Regions from separate parts of the Mus musculus genome. Here all the other regions are linked to region 1. A link is a contact called in public Hi-C and HiChIP or PLAC-seq data. All regions are on one chromosome and are shown on one strand. Each heading gives the region's core, a stretch centred on a gene start, on an enhancer-like site or on the middle of the called end of the contact. The rest is flanking DNA. Distances are from core to core; before and after follow the strand shown.

Region 1 (4,486 bases), core at 710-3,209:
AGGCAAGAAAAGGCTACCACTAACCTCTGTCGCCTTTCTTATCAGTTGTGATAGAAGAGAACGCATGACAAAAGAGCAGAGAGACTGGAGATCATTTGGGGTTGACTACACACTATAATTAGAATAACATTGAAGGGGAATGAGCTAACTGTTTTTATAAAGTCAGCATTCAAAAATGCAAACCACCAGTAATTTAAATATTACAAAGTTGTGCAGAATATAAGTATTGGAATAATTTTTTCCATCCACAAAATTTTAGAGAAAATTACAGTATCACAAAATATGAAATGGTAAGTTTGGCATATTCTCAGTGTACAGCTTTTTTTTTTTTTTTTTTTAATTGGAAAGGATTTAACAAACTAGTCGCTAGGTTCTTGACAGGATATGATGCTGAAAACCATGTGGTTTGTTTCTGAAACTGCTTCTGGAACCAGAGGGGAAACATCACAAAGGCACTGATGTTGCAGAATGCTGAGGAACCCCGCTGAGGAGAGTTTGAGGGACCTAGTAAACTGTTTCACAACAGCCATAAATTTGTCCTTACCCAGGACTCCTAAATAAAAGCATACCAACTTTACCCAAGAGCTGTTGCATCTGACCTAGCAAAGCGTCGGTGCCTAACAGATGCTACCTCCCTGCAAGTGTGGGCAGAATAGGCTCACAGTGCCCTTTCCAGGAAGGAGCGCCAGTCCACTCCCACCCGTACCTCTCTCTCCATAGAGGACATTAAATCCTGAACACAAAGATGACAAAGTGGAAGGAGTTACTAGGTTACAGTTATGTTGACACGTCCTGGCTCTCGGAACGTCCCTCCCTCCCTCCCTGTTCACATACTACAAACAGTAGAAAAGAGCACATTATAGAAGTCCCATAGAAGGCAGCAATCACCTAGAAACCACTTCTACTGAGTCTCAGGTTTGGTGTGTTGGGAACTCCTCATTCTGCCGTCCCAAAACCCAGCTTTGCCTTTTGCCGGGATTCATCCTGAAAGAAATTCAGTATTCGCTGGGTAAACCAGGTGTCTAGTCCTTAGTGAACTGGGAAACACTATAATAAGTATTATTAAATCGTTTAATGACTACACATGGTGGAACACTCTAAGCAAGTTGCCTACAGTGTATCATTTAATGTTCACCAACACTGCTCATGGGAGTGAGTTACCCCCCCCCACTTTCAGATCAAGTAACAGAGGTTCAAGCAGCTTTGCCTCAAAATCACACAGAAAATAAATCTCAGCCTTTCCCCTAAATCCAAGCTGTCAAGAAAACAAAGCAACTCTGAGTTTTCTTTTACTAGTAAAACCCTGCCTTCGCAACATCACAATCCGCAACTTAGGGTGGAGACCCCAGTGGCAGGTTCACCAATGTCCTATGCTCATCAGCTCTCAACAACCTGCAAAGAAACCGAACTGGGCCAGACAACACCCTCATGCTTGTCCTTCCACTGGGAAAGGATTCCGAGGCAAGGAAGGGCGTGTGGGAACTAAGCTGCCATCCCAGCTTCCATCCTGGCCGAGAGCACCACCTCGGGCGGACGCCGCGGTGGACTCAGAGTAGTCTGCACTCGGTACGGGCGACTTTAGCCGTCACGCACCCCCTTCTCTTCCGTAAGTCGGAAGCAGAGTTCGGCAAAGTTAGAAGCCGGCACTCGGGGCAGAGTCCTGGTAACGCGGGACAGGCGCGTCCACGCCGCGTGCTGGGACAGAAGCCCGAACATCGGGTTCTCCGGGGTCCACGCGCGAGAGAGGGCGAGGGGGTTCGGGGGGGGGCCGGGGTCTCACTCACCGGGGCCGGAGCGGGGACCGGGCGCGGGCCGGGCCGCCAGAGTGAGCGCAGCGGCGGAGAGCAGCGCGAGACGGGCGGCGGGCGGCGCCATGGGCCGTCAGTGCGGGACCCCCGGGCGCGGCCCGGGGCAGAGGGGGCAGCACCGGGAGCCGGGGGCGGCCATGGGAGCAGGACGGAGCTCAGCGTCGCCCCGCCCTCGCCGCCCGGCCCGCCCCGGTCCGCCCCGGCCCGCCCCGGTCCGCCCCGGCCCGCCCTCCTCAGCGCCGCCCCGTCCTCCTCAGCACCGCCCGGATTGCCTGACGCCTGCTAGGATTCCGAGCCGGGCGGCCTGCGCATGCGCGGCCTGCCACTCACGCGCGGGAGCCCGCCCCCGCCCCACCTGGCTCCGCCCCCACAGCAGGCGCGGTGAGGCCACCCGAGGTGTGGAGTCTACAGGTGAGGGCGGGACGGGTCCTGCCTCTGAGTCCCCACGCTGAGGTTTGTCGGCGCTGACACCGGCCGAGCGCCGTGACCCCTGTTTCACCCTTACCTAGGTCGTGACTCACGCGCGAGTTCCACCACTGCGGTAGTAACCAGAACAAACCTCTTGCTCTTGCTAGGCTCGTGGTAGCGGCTAGCCAAAGCGTGTTCTGGAGTCCTCCAGTCCCGGTTCGTATCCCACTTGGTTACTCGTAAGATCTGTATAAATGTATACAGGTTTAAAGAAAACGGGGCTCCCTTCTGCTCAGTGGTATGTCGATACCGTCTGCTCCACAAAGCGGTTGTACAAAGTGAGATAATGCACGGAAACCTCGCACGCACAGTGGGGGCTCAGTAAATGTGGAGTTCTTTCTCCTTGTGGAGTCCTGCAGCTACCAAAGGGACAGCATACTGAGCCTTGTGCAGAATCCTATCATATCCGTGTCAACTAGCGCAACTTATTCTTTTAAAAATATGTATTTACAGCGGTGCAGTGGTGGCGCACGCCTTTAATCCCAGTACTCGGGAGGCAGAGGCAGATAGGTCTTGGTGTTGGAGACTAGTCTGATCTATAAAGCGAGTTCCAGAACAGCCAGGGCTATAAAACAGAAACAAAGAAAAAAATATATGTATGTATAAATGCATATGTACATACATATATGTTTTTTATTGTATGTGTATGGGTGCATGTGTAACACCAGAGGACCATTTGTGGGAGTCGGTTCTCCTTGCACTGTCGGTTCTGGGAACTCAGGTCCTCAACCTTGGTGGCAATTGTCTTTACCGATGAGCCATCACACCAGTTTTAAATTATTATTATTATTATTTTGAGTCTTGGAACTATGTAGATCAGGCTGTCCTCGCACTCACAGAGGTCTTCCTGCCTACGCCTCCCAAGTGCTAGAATAAAGGTGTGTGTCCCCACTCCCAGTTAAATTATTTTTAATTAGTATAAAATGGGTGATACACTATATATTTGCATATATATGTATCTGTGTGTATATATATATATCTCACCAATGTATTTTGCTCAACCATCAGCAAAATAGGAACCATAAAAGACCTCAAGGTCCAAAGATACGGAAGCAACAAAAGTGCCCAACTCGATGGGGCAAGCGCTGTGTCTCTTCATTAGGGGAGACTTGGGGTTCTGTGGCTTAAATTCTCGGTCTCCGCGAGGCAGCCCCCCACCCCCCAGGATCTCGAGCCTCCTTACTCCTCCTCACACCCCCAGGCAGCGGGGATTTTCCGATTGCTCTTGCTTAAAACGCCACGGCGACGCCCGGCAGGACAGGTCCGGGCTGTGCACCGAGAGCTTTCAAGTCCTTGGTCCGGGGCTGGCAAGTACAGGCCTGCACCAGGCTTGGCGGTGGCAGGAACATCTGCCCTCCTGTTCCTACTCGCTGTGCCCGGAGCAGGGCTGGGCGATCCTGGCCCCGTGGGATACCCTGGCCTACCTGGGGTACACCCACCCCTGCGCCCTGTGCCCCTCGCCCTCTCACTGGGCAGGTGTTCTCCCCAGCCTTCCCACACTCAGGAGGCAGCTCCCAGAGCTGGGCCCCAAGGGCGTAGATACCTCCCACGAGGCGCCTGCCTTTCTGTCCCTCTCCACCCACACGACCCAGAGCTGTGGCAAGAAGAATCTTGTTCAATCGTTTGCTTTCCCTGTTGTTCCTGAATTCAAGAACCCTAGGTGTTTCTGAGTGGACGCCCCCACCGCCCAGTGGACACACCCTTCACTTACTAGTGAGAACTCAGCCTCCAGGTTCCACACGTGGGACTGTTGTGTATATATATATATATTTTTTTTTCTTTTCTTTTCTTTTTTCTTCCTTTTTAACTGAGGGCCTAACATGACCCATGGACATCGGACATTACGGAGCAGAGAGCTTCGGCCCACAGCTGCAACAAGGAAAGAGCAATACGATTATGGTTAAGTCTGTGGTAACAATAAAGGGGCTACCCCAGGGGCCTGTGATATGGGGAGACACCACCGAAGCCAGTGCTCCACAAGGCTGCTTCACTGAGGTTGTTTTTAAGGGCCATAGGGCTTTTTGGTGATGCGCCTGCTTTTAAGTCACTCAGCTTCTGTCGTGAGACTGGATAAATTCGTTGGTTACAAAGCTGGGTTCGGGAGGAGTCTTCCTTGTCTGCTGTCGGAGCTAAATTTAGGGTGAATGGGTGTTTGTTCATACCTCCTCAGGCAAGGCAACCCAACACCAGCCTGTTTGCTCCTCCAGGAA
Region 2 (4,783 bases), core at 379-2,878, 35 kb after region 1:
AGACACTGTCTTGAAAAATCCAAAGAAATGAAACCAAATAAAAGCAATTCTTTCTTCCCTACAACGTGGGCTCCTCTCTCAAGGTAGTGCATGCTAACTAGTCTGTTGCTTCACCCTTACATTTAACTGCTTACCAATCCATAACTTCCAAATCTACTTACTATTTTTCTCCACTGTTGCAACCCTATCACTACCTTGTGAGTTATAACTAGTTTATCCCTGGGGCTCTCCCTACCTAGCCTGTCTTACTGACAGCACAGCACAAGGACCTTTCTCAGTCAGGGATCTATATTGCTTTTAGGGCTGCTTAAAATTTGACTTCCCTTGCTAACTGCTTCCAAACTCAACAGCCTGCTCCCTTTTACCATGTCCTCCTATTGGTTCTGATTGTCCTTCCCACTGCAGGATGTAGCATGCAGCACCTCTAGAGCTCAGCTTTACCTCACTTAACTTGCCCTTCATGGCATTTTCTAACACTTGCACCCAGCTCCATATTGCAGCACCAATCTTCAAAAGCTTCCCACACAAGAGGGCAGCCTGGCCACCAGACTTCTTTACAGTACCCTGCTGCGCTCACACAGCATCAGTTTCACTCGGTAGTAAGCACCATACTTGGGCTTTCCTGCTCCCAACACTGACTACAGCCAACTCCTAACCAATGGGAATCCTGTGGATCCTCCAACTCTTCAATTAGGATCCGTCTGTTTAGCTATGTCTTTTTGGTACTCTGCAATCTGCAGCCTTTAGTCTTCACACTTCAGACTTCAAGACCTGCCTTCTTATCTGCACCATCTTCTGTTGTACTGCTAAGGAGGCTTTTGACTTCTAAGGCACACATGTTGTTTCTGGCCAGTCTTAAACTCCAGTGGCTCTGCCTGTGGCTCTTAGGCCCTGGACTTTGTACACACACATCTCTGGATTTCAAAGCTCTCAAAAAAAAAAAAAAATTCCTGTACATTTAAAGTGTGTGCTGTGTCCCTTCTCTCTCTGGAGGAAAGTGAACTTTCCATAGAATTCCAATGAGGAAAAGCTAGCCAGATGACTACCCTTGGATATGTGCCCTTGGCCTTCCTCTGGCCTAGAGGACTGATGGAATCTATCCTACCACTTGCAAGAGAGAACAAGGCACAGGACCTGTTGAGACACAGAGCACGGCTCTCTAGGAGTACTGGCTGCAGAAACCACAGCGTCACAATTTTTAAACACCAACATGAGAGACACCATTCTTTTCTGCAGTCTACAGACTTGCAGAGTGGCAGTAACAAGCTTCTGTTGTTGTATGGGGTCCTGTGCCTACTGCCAGTGAGGTCATGTAGGGGAAAGTGGTGGTGGTTGTGGTAGGGGCAGGTCATACCAATGGAGGTCAACCAGTGGACCTGACCATACCTACCACCACCACCAGCTCTCTCTTGGTGGGGTTTCCTGGTCTAAGCAGCCCACTCACTGGGTCCTTGTGTACCCCTTCTCTCTGGAGGTCACTAAATGGACTTTAAACCTTCACTCCTTACTTTCTCCTTCCTTCACTGCCTCTAGGCAGTGACCACCCAGGCACCAGGCTCTTGCGTATTCTGCACAGCCCTGTGCCCTAAAGTGTGAGTCATACTAGGCAAAGGGGCTCAAAGACACTCACCAAGGGCCCTGTTTTCCGACAGAAACTTTTCATTACATAGGAAATGAGGTCACACACTAGGGCACACAGGGAACCAGTGAGAAAAACTTGGTGCCAAGAAACAAGGTGGGGGTGGTGGTGGTGATGGTAATGTTAAAAAAAATGGGGAAACCTGACACAAGCCACCAGGAGAGATCACCTGTGCTCTAGAGTAATTTGTACTAGGCACACACAGAATTAAAAACAAACAAAAACCAGTCCTGATTTCCTCTAAAAGTACATATAGCATATCTGATTTTACCAAGTCACATTTGGAAGGCACTTTGTTGGCTTATTGCAGGCTTTAGAGACCCCAATTCAAAAGAAGACCACCACAGAAAGAGGACCAGAGGATGGGGTTGCAGATAGGGTTACTTCCTCTAGGGTGGGAGGTGAGGGCAGTGACATAGTGTTGCCCGCTCCACTGACTTGGCTCCTCATTCCAGGGCTTGGCTGCAGCCTGGCCTGACCTTCCAGGTTTCCCTGGCAAGTGATCAAAGCTCTGAAGCCACAAACACAGTTCAGAATTCAGAGGCCCTGCGGCCAACCCCCCCCCCCCAAGTCACCCCTCTCAGTCCCCTCCCCCATGACTGCCTTTCTGCCAGCTCCCATCCGGCTGCACTGAGAAAGGGCTCTCCCACCAGCTGTACTCCTACCCACCACAAGATACTTCTTGCCATAATTAAAGTCATTAAGTCTCCAAAGGCTCCCATGGGCTTCAAGTTCTAAGTTCCCGAGAGTGAGTGAGTGAGCGAGCGAGGGAGCGGATGAAGGATTTTTAAGTCCTAGTTAAGATTATGCTGATCTATTCAGGAGACATGTAGCAGCGAGAATCCAGCGGTTAAGTTAATGGTTAAGGCTGCCTAAGTTTAAACAGTGTTATTTATTCTCAAAATATGCAGCAGCCTCCACTTAATTCCTACTAATTAAAGGAACCAACAGAAGAGGCTGGAGTCTGTAGTCATGTACGGCGCCGATGTACAGGTTGTGAGTCTTTTCACAATCAGAAACTACTGGGTGTTAAACGGAAATGCATTTCCTTAGATCTTAATCTCAAACACAGACTTTTAGATCAGTTCCAAGAAACACAATGGTCCCCTTTGTTTTGACACCTGACAAGGAGCACCAAAAACTCAAAGAGAGCCTGTGCACACCCTCCTGTTCCATCCATCCTTCTGAGTAAATGAAGGATGTTATGGAAAAATGGCTGTAGAGCTGTCTATGCCTGAAAGAGAAACTTGTAGAGGACTTGGAAGCTGTTACCTTGCCTTGGGAGGTTCTCAAAGTCCCATTTCAGGCCAGATCTTATTAGGTCTGTAACTGGAAACTTCAAAAAAGGACCACTGCCTTCTGTACATGTGGCAACTAATTAATATAAACAAGTGTTAATTAGGTGGCAGAACCAGACTTAACAACCTTGCCTGCAAAGTCTGAGCACCTCAGCGGCCCTCTGGAGAATCAGGGTAGGTTCTTGCAGCAAGGGGCTTTGTTCTTAAGATTGGCCTACTGAGAGAGAAACTGGGGGACTGAAAAATAAAAATAAACTAAAAATCACTGCCTGGTGAGGTGTCTCAGTGAGTAAGGACATCTGCCATCAAGTTTGATAGTTTAGTTTGATCCCTATGTTCTGATGCTGATGGACTAGTAGGAATCTGGATCTAATTAAGCAGAACCCAGCAATACTTGCGATGAAGGAAAAGAAATTACAATACTCTTGAATCAGGTGGTAAACAGATTTAAAAGCAAATTCAAAACAGAAATATTCTGACTATACAACTTTAACACTAAGCACAAAATATCCTAGACTATACTGAGGAATATACACTATTCCTCAGTTCCTCATTAGAGTGTGCTCACAGTTCACCTGCCACTTGGAAGGGGCTTACACACATGCAGGTGGCCTCTCAGTCTTCAAACACCAAGTTCCCTTCACCTTGCTTAGAGACCTATGTTGCCATAGTCATCTGTCCCTAGGAGGATAGGAAGCTATAGGAAGGACTGGGAACTAGCACAGGGCCATCTTGGGTGTGGATTAAGGGGATGATAAGCTAGGTCTTCTGCTAACACCACACATCTTGTCATCAGCAACAGTGACTGGAAGCATGAAACTTCAGAAGGGAAAGTAAAATACTCATTAATGTTTGAGGTGAGACACTCAGTGCTTCCAAATGTGCGCAACTGCAAGGCTAGGGCAGCTGGCTCCACTACAGAGCCAGAAGCTTGTAAGTTATATATCTTGTCTATGAATTAGAGGGTTGACATTTAACCTAAACCTCTCCCAATCCCATCCCATCCCATCCCATCTCCCATCCCATCCCATCTCCCATCCCATCCCATCTCCCATCCCATCCCATCTCCAATTCCATCCCATCCCATCCCATCCCATCTCCCATCCCATCCCATCCCATCCTATCTCCCATCCCATCCCATCCCATCCCATCCCATCCCATCCCATCCCATCTCCCATCCCATCCCATCCCATCTCCCATCCCATCCCATCCCATCCCATCCCATCCCATCCCATCCCATCCCATCCCATCCCATCCCATCTCCCATCCCATCCCATCCCATCCCATCCCATCCCATCCTATCTCCCATCCCATCCCATCCCATCCCATCCCATCCCATCCCATCCTATCTCCCATCCCATCCCATCCCATCCCATCCCATCCCATCCCATCCCATCTCCCATCCCATCCCATCCCATCCCATCCCATCCCATCCTATCTCCCATCCCATCCCATCCCATCCCATCCCATCCCATCCCATCCTATCTCCCATCCCATCCCATCCCATCCCATCCCATCCCATCCCATCCCATCCCATCCCATCCCATCAAAGTTTTCATTTTGTCCCATTTGGAAACATGAATGCTGAACCTCAAAATATTTCATTTATAGTTTAAATAAACAAGTGTTATACTGGCCAAGTTTAGAAGAGCAGACTTATAATTCCAATTACTTCATTTTTATCTTTTAAACATTTATATAGGTCAGAAGAGGGCATCAGATCCCTAGAGCTGAAGGTACAAGTGGTTGTGAATTGCTATGTGGATGCTGGGAACCAAGCCTGGATTTTCTACAAGAATAGTAAGTGCTCTTGGTCCCTGAGCCATCTTTCCAGAGCCCTGTCCAG
Region 3 (4,429 bases), core at 200-2,699, 46 kb before region 1:
CTTGTGCTTTGAACACAGAATGGGTAATTTCCCAACAGAGCTGCTTTCTGGTGGAGACCTGAGTGCTGGCTAGACTCCCCGTTATCAGTGTGTGGCAAGGATAGTGATGAAGTGTATGTGTGTGCACACACAGCCATTGCACAGTCATATAACATTACTATCTACCTGCTTCCTCCACCACTCTCTGGACTTCCTTTCAGGTTCCCCAGCTTCCACATTTGCATGTCCCTTCTCCAGCAGCCAGAGCATGCCGGCTCTGAAACACTCAGTACATACTCACGCTCTGCACAAGCAACAAACCGCAGGGCCATGGGGTCCACTGCCTCGCTTATCTGCCTTCCTCACATGAGTATGGTATCCTTCTGTCTTGGGCTTAATTAATGGCTTTTAGACTGACTTGGTTAAGGAAAGGGAGAAAAAAAAAGGAGAGAGGGCGGGATCTTCTGTCTAATTTAATACAAAACAGCACTACTGACCCTTAGTGATTGGGAAATACATTTTAGAGAAAGAAAGAGAGAGAGAGAGAGAGAGAGAGAGAGAGAGAGAGAGAGAGAGAGAGAGAGAGAGGAAGGAAGGAAGAAGAAGAAAAGAACATTTGGAAAAGAGGTAAGGCATGGTAGTTTGCCACAGAAGGGACCCACCGCCTTGGCTTGACTCTAAGGAGTCATTAGCATCCCTGATCATAACAGACAAGGGCTGAGAGGAGGCTACCGGGGACCCCTCTCCCCATCTTTACATGAATGCTGCCTGTGCTCCAACTCCCCAGCCTACTCTTTCCATGTGACCTGACAAGTGGGCTGCTGGAATTTATCGTTATCTTTTCTAGAGTTGTACGCTGTGGAGCTGGTACCTTGAATCTCTGACTCCGACAGAAGCTGATACAGGTTTGTATGGTGAGCTTGTTAGAGGTTTTACTGGTGCCCGTGAGAGGAGGTGGGTTTCCATGATCCTTGTAGCAGCCAAGGTTTCCAGGCACTAGAGACAAACAAAACAGAAGAATTTCACAACATCTGGCTGGGAAACACTAAGAAGGAAATGCGGTCTGTGCCAGGTGTGCTCTGCCCACAGTGTTTACACCCTGAGTTACAACACAGGCAAATGACAACAAGCTCTAAGCGGACCCTCTGGTAGTGTTCTCTACACCATCTGCAAGGAAATGTGGCACACAGATCCCCAGCTTACTTTCTCCGTGTCGGGAGAATTTAGTACTGAAAAGAAGCAGGAACAATGTCTTAGAATAGAGAAGGTGGCTTTGCTTCTGTCCCATAGCACCCATCTTCCAGTAACTCAGTTAATGACACACCCAGAGGGAAAGAACAGAGGAACCCTGGTAGGAAACCCGGAGGGATTCCTTTGGCCACGTACATGCAAATCTACAAGAAGACTGATACTGTGGGCATCGAGGGAATGAACACTGTTACCACAGCACAACCGGAAGTGTCTTTAACCTCATTCAGCACACCACAGGCATCCCTGTAAACAAGCAGGTGAAGGCACGCTTCGCCAAGAGAAGTAATGTGCACATGGAACATGTTAGGCACCGAGAGCCAAGGTAGTTTCCTAAAACTGGTGATGGAAAAACCTGTCAGAGAAAAGGATGCCAAGGAGAAGGCCCGTGTTCCCCAGAGCACCGGCCAGCTCCGCCGGAGGAGCACGTTTCACGCGAACTACTGGGGAGGGGCCTGGACTTCTGGAGCTGGTCCTCATGAGTTCATAGCTTAGTGTGCAAAAGCAGTCAAGGCCTAGCTTGTTAAAGAGAGATAGAGAGAAAGACAGACAGACAGACAGACAGACAGACAGATGGGCGAAGCAGGCTGGCAGTGTCTCAGGGTTAAAGTTGCTTGCTTGGTGACCTTGGTTTGATCTGTGGAACTCACATGGTAGAGAGAACCAACTCCTAAAAGGTGTTTTTTGGTCTTCACATGTATGCTGTGGCATCTGCTACCCCCTCCCATCCCCCAAAAGTGAAGCGATCAGATTTAAATGGTTCCAGGAGACTGGGGGAGCTCGAGTGGAAAGCACAGGCACACAGCCCCGGGATTTGAGGTTAAAGTAGGAGTGGTAAATTTGAGGCCAATCTGGGCCTCACAATACATTTGGATGTTTCAAAAGTAAACAAATAAATAAGGAAACAAACTAACAAAGGGGCTGGAGAGAAGGTTCCAAGGACAAGAGCACTGGCTCCTCTCCCGTTGGACACAGGTTGGACTCCTGGCATCTATAACACTGGCTCAAGACATTTCTGTAACTCCAATTCCAGGGACTCCAGATGCCTTATTCTGGCCTCTGCAGACATCAGACATCACATGGTATACATACATACATACATACATACATACATACATACATACATGCAGGCACAGACACATAAAATAAAAATATCTTTTAAAAAATCGAACAAGATCACTCTAAACACACCAAGGGAACCCAAGTCAACTTAGTACAGAGTATATAGGCGGTTTTTGTAGAATCAGTCTAATTACCCGTTAACAAATGAATGATTAAAAAATGTGATACAAAGACAACTGAGTTTTACTCAATCATAAAGAAAAAATTGGAGCCAGGCGTTGATGGTGCACACCTTTAATCCCAGCACTTGGGAGGCAGAGGCAGGTGGATTTCTGAGTTCGAGGCCAGCCTGGTCTACAAAGTGAGTTCCAGGACAGCCAGGGCTACACAGAGAAACCCTGTCTCAAAAAAAACCAAAAGAAAGAAAAAAGAAAAAAAAATGGGGCTGAAGCAATGTCTCAGAGGTTAGAAGCACTGACTACTCTTCCATAGGTCCTGAGTTCAATTCCAGCAACCACGTGGTGGCTCATGACCATCTTCAATGGAGTCTGATGCTCTATTCTGGTGTCTCTGAAGAGAGTGACATTATACTCATATACATAAACAAACAAACAAACAAACAAACAAATCTTTTTTAAAAGTTGTTTAAAAAAAGTCTAGCTGGGCATGGTAGTGCATATCTTTAATTCTATCATTCAGTAGACAAAGGCAGGTGGATCTCTGTGAATTCAAGGCCAGTCTCATGTACATAATGAGTTGTTCCAGGATAGCCAGGGCTACCTAGTAAGGATCTCACACAAAAAATAAACAAACAAAAGAAGAAAATTATTCAGCTGCACATATAAAGGCACACTGGTTGTGATAGTATGCATAGCCCTGTGCAAACTCAAGCTAGTCCAAACCCAGCATGGAAGGCCAAGGTGGGCGTGAGGTCCCACCCCTAGCTGAGGAGTCGTTGGAACTGACAGCCACTGGAGCAACAAGGGTCAGCTTTCCTTAGGAGGGCTGCCCTGACAGACTAGACACTCTGGTGGAAGGCCACACATCCAGGAATCTGGATGGGTAGCACAAACTGGGTTGATGGGAAGGAAAACGAGAGACAGAACCCACAGCTGGGTGGGAGGAAGGGAGGTGGGTATGGAAGGAGCTGGGGAAGGAGTAAACACAGTTTAAAAACTTAAATTTCACAGAACTAATAAGAAGAAGGGACAAAATTATATCATTTGCAAGAAAATGGAAGAACCTGGGATCACCAACTAAGGAAAATAAGCCAAACTCAGAGAGATAACATAACATTTTCCTCAAATGTGGAACCATGATGTTTCAAGACAGGGTTTCTCTGTGTAGCCCTGGCTGTCCTGGAACTTGCTCTGTTAGACCAGACTGGCTTCGAACTCACAGAGATCTGCCTGCCTTTGCCTCCCCAGTGCTAGGATTAAAGGCAAGAGCAACAACTACCCTGCCACATTTTCTTTTTCAGACAAGGTCTCTCACTGGTCCAGAACTCATCAAGCAGGCTAGGCTGGCGACCCCCTGGGCTCTGCCATCTCTGCCCTGCCAGAATTAGATACTTGGCCCACTATGGATAGCTTTTTAAAAAGGATTTGCTTTTAACTGTATGTATGTATGAGTGAGTTTATGCCTGCAGAGACCAGAGGGTTTTCAGTCCCTTAGAAGAATGGAAGTGACAAGTGATTGTGAGCCCCAGACACTGGTCTGGGAGTCGAATCTGGGTCTTCTGCAAGCATAGAAAGTGATCCTCACGGCTGCTGTCCCTCCAGCTCCAATTTTGTTGTTTGTTTGTTTGTTTTGTTTTGTGATTACTTTTGGTCTGGGAGATCAAACTTGGGTTCTATGACTGATCAATCTCCACAGCCATTTATGTCCATATGAATGAAGTAGAAGGGACAATGTGGGACACAGAAGCAGTCTAGTGGGACACACACACAGGAGAGTGATGAGGAGTGACCATGGCTGAAGTGCATGGTATGCTAGAGCTAGAGTCAAATATATGGAAGAACTGGAGTTGTCACGTTGCTATGAAGCCTGTAACTCTGTACAACAGTGAATGGGCTTCCCCAGGGCCCTCTGGTACACCACACCACCGCTGGAACAAAGGACCACACCCCCATTGTCTCCC

What was found. A called contact is a pair of places that touch in the nucleus more often than the background predicts. HiChIP or PLAC-seq counts read pairs in DNA pulled down with a chosen protein or histone mark.
Region 2: a contact with region 1 is called in an HNF4G HiChIP or PLAC-seq map of pancreatic cancer cells. The contact joins the enhancer-like site here to the promoter of Kremen1 in region 1. A contact is called at or near these places in 1 of 39 promoter capture datasets (macrophages), 1 of 15 datasets of contacts at CTCF or cohesin (the NIH/3T3 cell line), 1 of 484 Hi-C or Micro-C datasets (Th1 cells), 4 of 115 datasets of contacts at active chromatin or transcription factors (the SCID.adh cell line, embryonic fibroblasts, embryonic stem cells and 1 more) and 2 of 9 other capture datasets (adipose tissue and pancreatic islet).
Region 3: a contact with region 1 is called in a Hi-C map of double positive thymocytes, with 1.8 times the contacts expected there. The contact joins the enhancer-like site here to the promoter of Kremen1 in region 1. A contact is called at or near these places in 3 of 39 promoter capture datasets (the HPC-7 cell line, macrophages and neural stem cells), 9 of 484 Hi-C or Micro-C datasets (CD4 T cells, DN3 thymocytes, double positive thymocytes and 4 more), 7 of 115 datasets of contacts at active chromatin or transcription factors (the HPC-7 cell line, double positive thymocytes, effector CD8 T cells and 3 more) and 2 of 9 other capture datasets (adipose tissue and liver).

Annotation. Positions count from the first base shown.
Region 1 is chr11:5,259,651-5,264,136 of GRCm38.p6, forward strand. Kremen1 (kringle containing transmembrane protein 1) reads right to left here and starts at 1,960. Exons shown (of 9, transcript NM_032396.3): 1 at 1,785-1,960. The coding sequence starts at 1,875. It overlaps Gm46268 (a long non-coding RNA gene), which reads left to right and starts at 1,367. Exons shown (of 4, transcript XR_003949640.1): 1 at 1,367-1,566; 2 at 2,066-2,432; 3 at 4,089-4,175.
Region 2 is chr11:5,295,148-5,299,930 of GRCm38.p6, forward strand. The region is part of intron 2 of Znrf3 (zinc and ring finger 3); the gene reads right to left. Among named protein-coding and RNA genes, the nearest start is that of Kremen1, 36 kb to the left of the region's middle. Within about 2 kb of position 1,629, at least 124 of the 459 cell types and tissues checked have an H3K27ac peak or open chromatin away from gene starts, as enhancers often do. A contact at or near this core is called in the SCID.adh cell line, Th1 cells, embryonic fibroblasts and 1 more, where this site is marked.
Region 3 is chr11:5,214,557-5,218,985 of GRCm38.p6, forward strand. Kremen1 (kringle containing transmembrane protein 1) reads right to left here. Exons shown (of 9, transcript NM_032396.3): 4 at 851-975. Among named protein-coding and RNA genes, the nearest start is that of Gm25142, 35 kb to the right of the region's middle. Within about 2 kb of position 1,450, at least 40 of the 459 cell types and tissues checked have an H3K27ac peak or open chromatin away from gene starts, as enhancers often do. A contact at or near this core is called in DN3 thymocytes, the HPC-7 cell line, double positive thymocytes and 1 more, where this site is marked.